Linked DNA regions of Mus musculus: region 2 is linked to region 1. Evidence: chromatin contacts called from public HiChIP or PLAC-seq data. All regions are on one chromosome and are shown on one strand. Each heading gives the region's core, a stretch centred on a gene start, on an enhancer-like site or on the middle of the called end of the contact. The rest is flanking DNA. Distances are from core to core; before and after follow the strand shown. Region 1 overlaps Gm1604a (predicted gene 1604A). Region 2 overlaps Ccr6 (chemokine (C-C motif) receptor 6).

Region 1 (3,333 bases), core at 622-3,121:
CCTCGTGGACCAGGATTTCACAGCTTCTGCTGTCCTCAAACCAGCTTCAATCAGTTTTTTTTTTTTACTCGTATCTGGTAGATATCGGCACGTCAGCAGACAGTGTGACTGTGAGCATGTATGCTTTGAGCACACGCCTCTATGCAATTTATGCGTGCACATGGGCATGTGTGTGTGAGTTCATGTCCACGTGTGTATGCATGCGTGCGTGCGTGCGTGCGTGCGTGTGTATGTGTGTGTGTGTGTGTGTGTGTTTGTAAGGAGGGGAAGCGGAGACAGTTACCCATTGTCTTGTTTTTTCAGAATCTCTTCCATCTTAAAGATGTCAAAACTCAGGCAAATCTTTTACATAGAAAAAAATGTTTTTTAGTCAAATTACCATTTCCTATTATTTAAAAGGCAAACACTAAGAATCCCTTCTATTGTGAGTTTTTGCGTTTGACCACCAGTGACAGCGTACCACTCACCTCTGTAACTTTGTTCTCTGGCCTTTCCACCCACTAGACACCTCCCACTGCCTCAGTGCCTAGCTCTGTAGATAAATGACACAGCCCAGAGGAAAGCCTGGGCGGGCTGCGACTGGGGGTTTCAGTGCTTGCTAAAGGTTACTGAGCCCCTGGGGAGAGAATGGGACAGATGTAGCCGGAGACAATGGGTTTGTGTCTTGGTGGGTGTAAAGTCCAAATAAGTAAGCCTGGGGGTGGGGGGGGGGCGGGTATTTCACTCAACAGGCAAGAGCAGGGCAGCTACTCCCAAAGCCACGCCCCCCCGGGGGGGGGTAAATCAGGGACTTTTATTCTGGGAGCCTTTCCGTATTCCTGTAGGGGTTGGTCTGTTCCTGGGCCTGCTCAGTTAAGGAGCACATTCTTGCGCATGCCCAGTTCAAGGTCGTGGTTTAAGTAGGCAGTGAGCACATTTTGGGGCGTGCTTAATCTGAGGTCACGGAGCACATTTAAGAAATTAAACTGATGGTCAGGAATGCTTCCTGGCCTGCTCAGCTTACATCGTAAAGTTTTAGTTGAAGACAGAGGAAAGGTGCCTATGGCCCATTCGTATAGGAGTTTGTTTGCCTTTAGTGGCTGAGTTTGGACTCAATCTGTTCTGTATTCAGGAATCTTCTCCCGGGGGAAGTGACCAGTTGTTTTCTTGTATCTGAGGTATAAATAAGTCCCCACTAGAGAGGAATACTTAGTCTTTTCCCTACTCCCCTCGGAGTCTGCCACGTCGCCTAAGCAACATTGCCAACCTACAAATGATTGGTTGATGCCTGAGGGGGCAGTGGAAATTGCTAGAAGTCTCCCCGTGTCCAAAAGCACACATAGGAATTTGAGCCCAGTGCTCTTGCCAATTGCTTATACAGAGCTAGTAAGCCAAATCTTCCCTCCTGTGCTAACGGTGTCACCTAAAATACCTCGTCCCGGACAGTGGTGGTGGTGGTACAAGCTCCAATCCAGCCCGTCCCAGCCTCCTGTGATTATAAAGACCACGAAAACATCCAGCTGATATGAGGGCTGCTGCTGCTACTGGCAAAATGGATGAATGTTTGCAGTTGGAGGTTATCAACCATACTGAGGGTGAAGGACAGAACACTTGTCAGATTCATATTCGTCTGACTCGAGAACATGTATACGTAGCAAACCACGCCCAGGAAAAGGCTTCCTCCCGTGAGCGCTTTGCTCTGCCAGGTGGACAGCGGGGAGGGTGCTAGCCTGCCTTCTTCCAGCCTCTCTCTTCTATTTTCCTTGCCCCCCCCCCCCAACCATCCCCTACCCCTTTCTCTTCATTCCTCTGAGATCTCAGCTGAGCCGTACACTCACAGGGGATTTACTTTTCTGACACACACAGAGACCTGAAGTGAGTGGTGTCACCAAAAGAATAAAGAAAACCCCAAACTTAGCGCCTCGTGTTAACCGCGTTTCACAACAAAGGCTGCCAGTGCCCTGGCTGACAGGGAAATTTTAAAAGTCATTGAAGTCGGAAATGTGTGACGTAGCCAATAGCAGCTGTGTGGAAACTGCTCTGCCCGTGGTCTTTCTACCAGTGACACGTTTCCACAGTGGGGCAGGCTGGGGGCTATCTCATTCTTTCAAGCTACGGAAAGTGGTTCGGTGTGTGGCCAGACCTGGTCTGTGGGAGCTTTGAGAAAGCACTGGAGAGGGAAAGGCAGAGTGTCAGAGGCGCCCGTGGAAGGGGTGCAGGGGAGCAGAGAGCCCAGGTAGGGCCTAAGCCACCGGGACTCCCCTCATCCCACTGTGGGGGTCTGGCATAAAGGAAGATGTGGCGATTCAGTATGCCAAGTCCCGAGTGCCTTCGCAAACAGAGAGAAGCACAGTTAAACTGGCTTCAGACGTCTAAAGCCGCAGTGGAGACCTGTTCTTGGGGCCTAGGGCTGGAGACCACAGATGTGTGTCTAGTCTTCTGCAGGGCTTGGGGGTCCCTGCATATGGAGACCCTCAGTGGAAACCATGCACCCTCCGTTCTCCACAGCTCCTACTGCTGTATGCATATCTCTCTCTCTCTCTCTCTCTCTCTCTCTCTCTGTGTGTGTGTGTGTGTGTGCGCGCGCGCATGTGCATGTGTGTACAAGCTTCCTCTTACATGAACTATGTCCAGAGTGTCTGAACTCTCCTGGCTCTTTCTTACTATCCATTTCCAAGTGGTGTGTGTGTACACACACATGCTTATGTTTTGAAACTTCACACGTGCTAGGTCAGAGCTCTATCACTGAGCTATACCCCAGTCCTCTGTGTTAGTTTTTACTTTGAGACAAGATTCCCTTAAGTCGCCCAGGCTGGCCTTGAACTCACTCTACAGCCTGGTCAGGCCATGAGCTTTTGATCCTCTGGCGTCGGCCTCTCTTGTAGCTGGGGTGATAGGCACCAGCAACCAAGCCTGGTTCGTTTTCAAACCTAAGGCCAACTTTGCACCACCGTCAGAGGCTACCTTCCCTGTTAGGCTGCCTGGCGTGTGCTCTTCCCTCTTGTTCTCTTCCAGTTCTCAAAACGCTCTCCCAGATTCAGGCCCGCGTATGGCAGAAGGAACTAAGGGAAATCAAGCAGCCTGCTGACCCCACAGCTGTCACGTGGAACGACGCTGTGGTACCAGAGTTTGTCGTCTATTGGGGAATTTTCTTTCTCCATGTGTCCCACATCCATTCTCCGGACTGCTTGCAAACCTATCACCGGCCTGCATGTCTGTCTTCTCTGTCACACATGCAAGCGGCCTCATTCATTCCCACCGCCAATCCTCTCTCACTGTGGCCAGCCTGAAGCCAAGCCAGCCCCTGTGTGGAGATGGGGGGAAGCAGTTGGTCGGGGAAGTCAAGGGAATGGC
Region 2 (3,299 bases), core at 122-2,621, 380 kb before region 1:
TGTAGGGCTTGAGATGATGATGGAGATGAACCACACTGCCACACAGATGACCTTACTGTGCGTCAGTGTTCTGGAGCGTACCCGGAAAGATTTGGTTGCCTGGACGATGGCAATGTACCGGTCCATGCTGATACAGGCCAGGAGCAGCATCCCACAGTTAAAGTTGACCGCATATGTGCCTTTCATCAGTTTACACAGTGCATCGCTGAAAACCCAAGTGTTGGTGGCATGAGTAACTGCCCAGAACGGTAGGGTGAGGACAAAGAGTATGTCTGTGATGGCCATGTTCAACAGGTAGACGTCAGTCATGGATCTGGCTTTCTTGTAGAAGGCAAAGGTCATCACCACCATAATGTTGCCCAGGAGGCCAAAGACACATATTAAGGAGTAGGCAATTGGCACAAATACCTTGGTGAAGTTTCTGACCTCTTCTAGGGAGCATGGCCCATGGTCTGGAGGAATAGAATAATACTCTGTGTTGTCATAATCATCCGTTCCAAAGTAGGACTCTGTGGAATTCATTCCTGAATGATAATGAAAATAGAAATCGTGACAGTGTGATTTCAAGCAACCACACCTAGCCATGCCAGAGTCCCTGCCAAGATAAAGTAGATTCTCACCCCAGGCAGGCGTGGTTCTCTATGTGGATGGGAGAGCCAGATCTGGTGTAGAAAGGGAAGTGGGCAGTTCAACCACACTCTCACTAGTGCAGATGTCGGGAGAGCAGAGGTGAAGCTGGGGGAAAGAAAAGGCAAAGTGTGCCCCAGTCATGCTGTGTTCTGGAACATTCTACCCCATCAGAACACACTGCAATGCATGGCGCTCAATGTGAAAATACCCACGTCACGGGCTTTCCTGGTCACTTCTGAGCCTGAGAGCAAACACTGGGGGCTCTTTCTCAGTGACAGTCTGGCTTCGGTGACTCGGAAATGGCCATAAGGAACACGTAAATGAACTGGTTAGCATTGACAGTTAATTGCCAGTTTGTAATCTTTGGCCTAAGAAAAGTCATATCAAGAAAAAAAATGATCTGCATAGGTCTTCACCCAAAATTCCAGTTAATTGTATATGAGAAAATCTCACAGAACAAAAATCTATCTGCGCTAGCTATCTAGATGTGGATTAAAGCCCATGATTCAAAGACTGGAGAGATGGCTCAGAGGTTAAGAAAACCCGCTGCTCTTCTGGAGGACCTGGGTTTGATTCCCAGAAACCACACAGTACCATGTCAGGGGACTCATAGTGATAACTCCAGTTCCAGGGGATGCAATGCCCTATTCTGGCCTCTGAAGGCATCTGCATGCGTGTGGTATAAGCTTACTAGGATGAACATCCTGAAGAGACACAGGCCTCGAGCATGAAGCCATAATGATTCTGCCCTAGCAAGACAATATAGAAACTGAAAGCTAGAAGCAAAGTGTGGTGAGGCATGCATGTAACCTTAGCACTCAGGAGACTGAGGCAGGAGGATAGTGAGTTCAAAACCAGTTGGGATATATAGTGAGGCTGTCTTGAAAAATCAAAATAAATAGCAAAAGATAAATTAAGATCCTGAAGGAAAGAAGACAGCAGGAGGGAGGGAGGGAGGGAGGGAGAGAGAGAAAGAGAAGGAGGGAGAGAGGGAAGGAGAGAAGGAAGAAAGGAAGAGAGGAGGGAGAGAGGGAGGGAGGGAGGAAGGAAGGGAGGGAGGGAGAGGAGGTGGGCAGGAGGTAGGGAGAACAGGGGGTGGAAAGAAGGAAGGCAGAAGGGAGCAAGGGAGAGAAAACAGGAGGAAGAAGAAGAGAGAGGGAGGAAGGGAGGGAAGGAGGGCAGAAGGGAGGGAGGCTAGAAGAAAAGGGCAAGAGGAGGAAAGAGGGGGAGGGAGGGCAGTAGAGAGAGGGAGGGAGAACAGGGAGAGAGGGGGAGGGGTGGAGGGAGAGATTAAAAAGAACCATAACACATTTGTAAATAAGATTTATATGCTGAAAAATCTTAATAGCTGAGAGAAGGTATTCAGGAGAGAGATGTCTAGCATTGGACAGACACATTTCTTCACAAATGTTTATGTAAGCATACCACAAACTAAGTCAAAGCCCTGGGGGTTTTTACATAGAGCAGCTGGCTAACTGATTCTCATTCTACAATGAATTCAAGAGAGGAAACAGAGTTGGAGGATTCACACAGCCTCCTTGTGAAAATCAGGATGCCTCAGTGTCAGGTCAGGGGATGCTGATGAAGGAGAAGGCAAGAGCCAGCATCCATGGGACCAACACAAAGCCCAGAAATGAGCCATATATAAATAGCTGAGTTTTGAACAAAGTGCCAAGGAAAGTCCATGGTGGAAAAACTGTCTTGAAATAATGGTACTGATACAGCTGGATTTTATGTGAAAAAGCTGTGCCTTACCCCCCCCCCACCACCACAAGAAAAATGAACTCAAACTGGTTGTAGCTCTAAATGCAAGATCAGAGACAGACAACATTTAAAGGAAAACATAAGACAACCTTGGTAACCCAAGGAACAGAAGAATTTTCCTACATAAATTGTGAAAAACAGGGTCTGGAGAGATGGCTCAGTGGTTAAGAGCACTGGTTACTCTTCCAGAGGACCCCAGTTCAATTCCCAGAATCCACACCACAGCACACAACTGTCTGTAACCCCAGTTCCAGGGGATCTGACACCCTCACTCAGACATACATGCAGGCAAAACATCAATGCACATAAAATATGAATTATTTTAAAAAGTGGGGAGAGCATATACTGTAAAGTAATAATGATAACTTGTATTTAATCTGCTGTTTGCAAAATACATAGAAATGAAAAAAATATTTGAATTGGAAAATAACATTTGCAAGCTAATATCTGGTCACATCCAGACCTTACGAAGAATCCCAACTAGTCCACACCTGAAAGACACTCGAGAAAATATGGGATGGTCAATATGCACACAAGATGTTGACCACTGTCCATTGTTGGGGAGGCTAAGTCACAACCCCCCTGACATACCACATACCTGACATATGTGTGAATGGATGAACACAAAGATGATCAGGGAAGGCCAGGGTATCTGCAAAGACCTGGGACAGCTGCAGATGTACTGGCTGGCTGTGGGGGAACAGGAGGTCACACGAGCATGTAGACCAAAGAGTGTGCGCCTCATGTAACACTGGCTGTGCACTGGCTGTGTGAACCAGTAACTGGCTGCTAGCATTCACCCAGGCAAGAGGCAAAAACTCTAACTAACTTGAATTTTTAGAGAAGGTCCTTCTAAAACAGCTCTAAACTGGGAAGAACGTAAATGCCCAGGGGGATCCCGAGTG

What was found. HiChIP or PLAC-seq counts read pairs in DNA pulled down with a chosen protein or histone mark.
Region 2: a contact with region 1 is called in an H3K27ac HiChIP or PLAC-seq map of regulatory T cells, with 4 times the contacts expected there. The contact joins two enhancer-like sites. A contact is called at or near these places in 5 of 484 Hi-C or Micro-C datasets (B cells, the G1E-ER4 cell line, the HL-1 cell line and 2 more) and 1 of 115 datasets of contacts at active chromatin or transcription factors (regulatory T cells).

The regions. Positions count from the first base shown.
Region 1 is chr17:7,873,624-7,876,956 of GRCm38.p6, reverse strand. The region is part of intron 5 of Gm1604a (predicted gene 1604A); the gene reads left to right. Among named protein-coding and RNA genes, the nearest start is that of AU041480, 38 kb to the right of the region's middle. Within about 2 kb of position 1,871, at least 110 of the 459 cell types and tissues checked have an H3K27ac peak or open chromatin away from gene starts, as enhancers often do. A contact at or near this core is called in regulatory T cells, where this site is marked.
Region 2 is chr17:8,253,188-8,256,486 of GRCm38.p6, reverse strand. It overlaps Ccr6 (chemokine (C-C motif) receptor 6), which reads right to left. Exons shown (of 3, transcript NM_001190333.1): 2 at 621-735; 3 at 1-524. The coding sequence starts at 522. Among named protein-coding and RNA genes, the nearest start is that of Gm33799, 18 kb to the left of the region's middle. Within about 2 kb of position 1,371, at least 36 of the 459 cell types and tissues checked have an H3K27ac peak or open chromatin away from gene starts, as enhancers often do. A contact at or near this core is called in regulatory T cells, where this site is marked.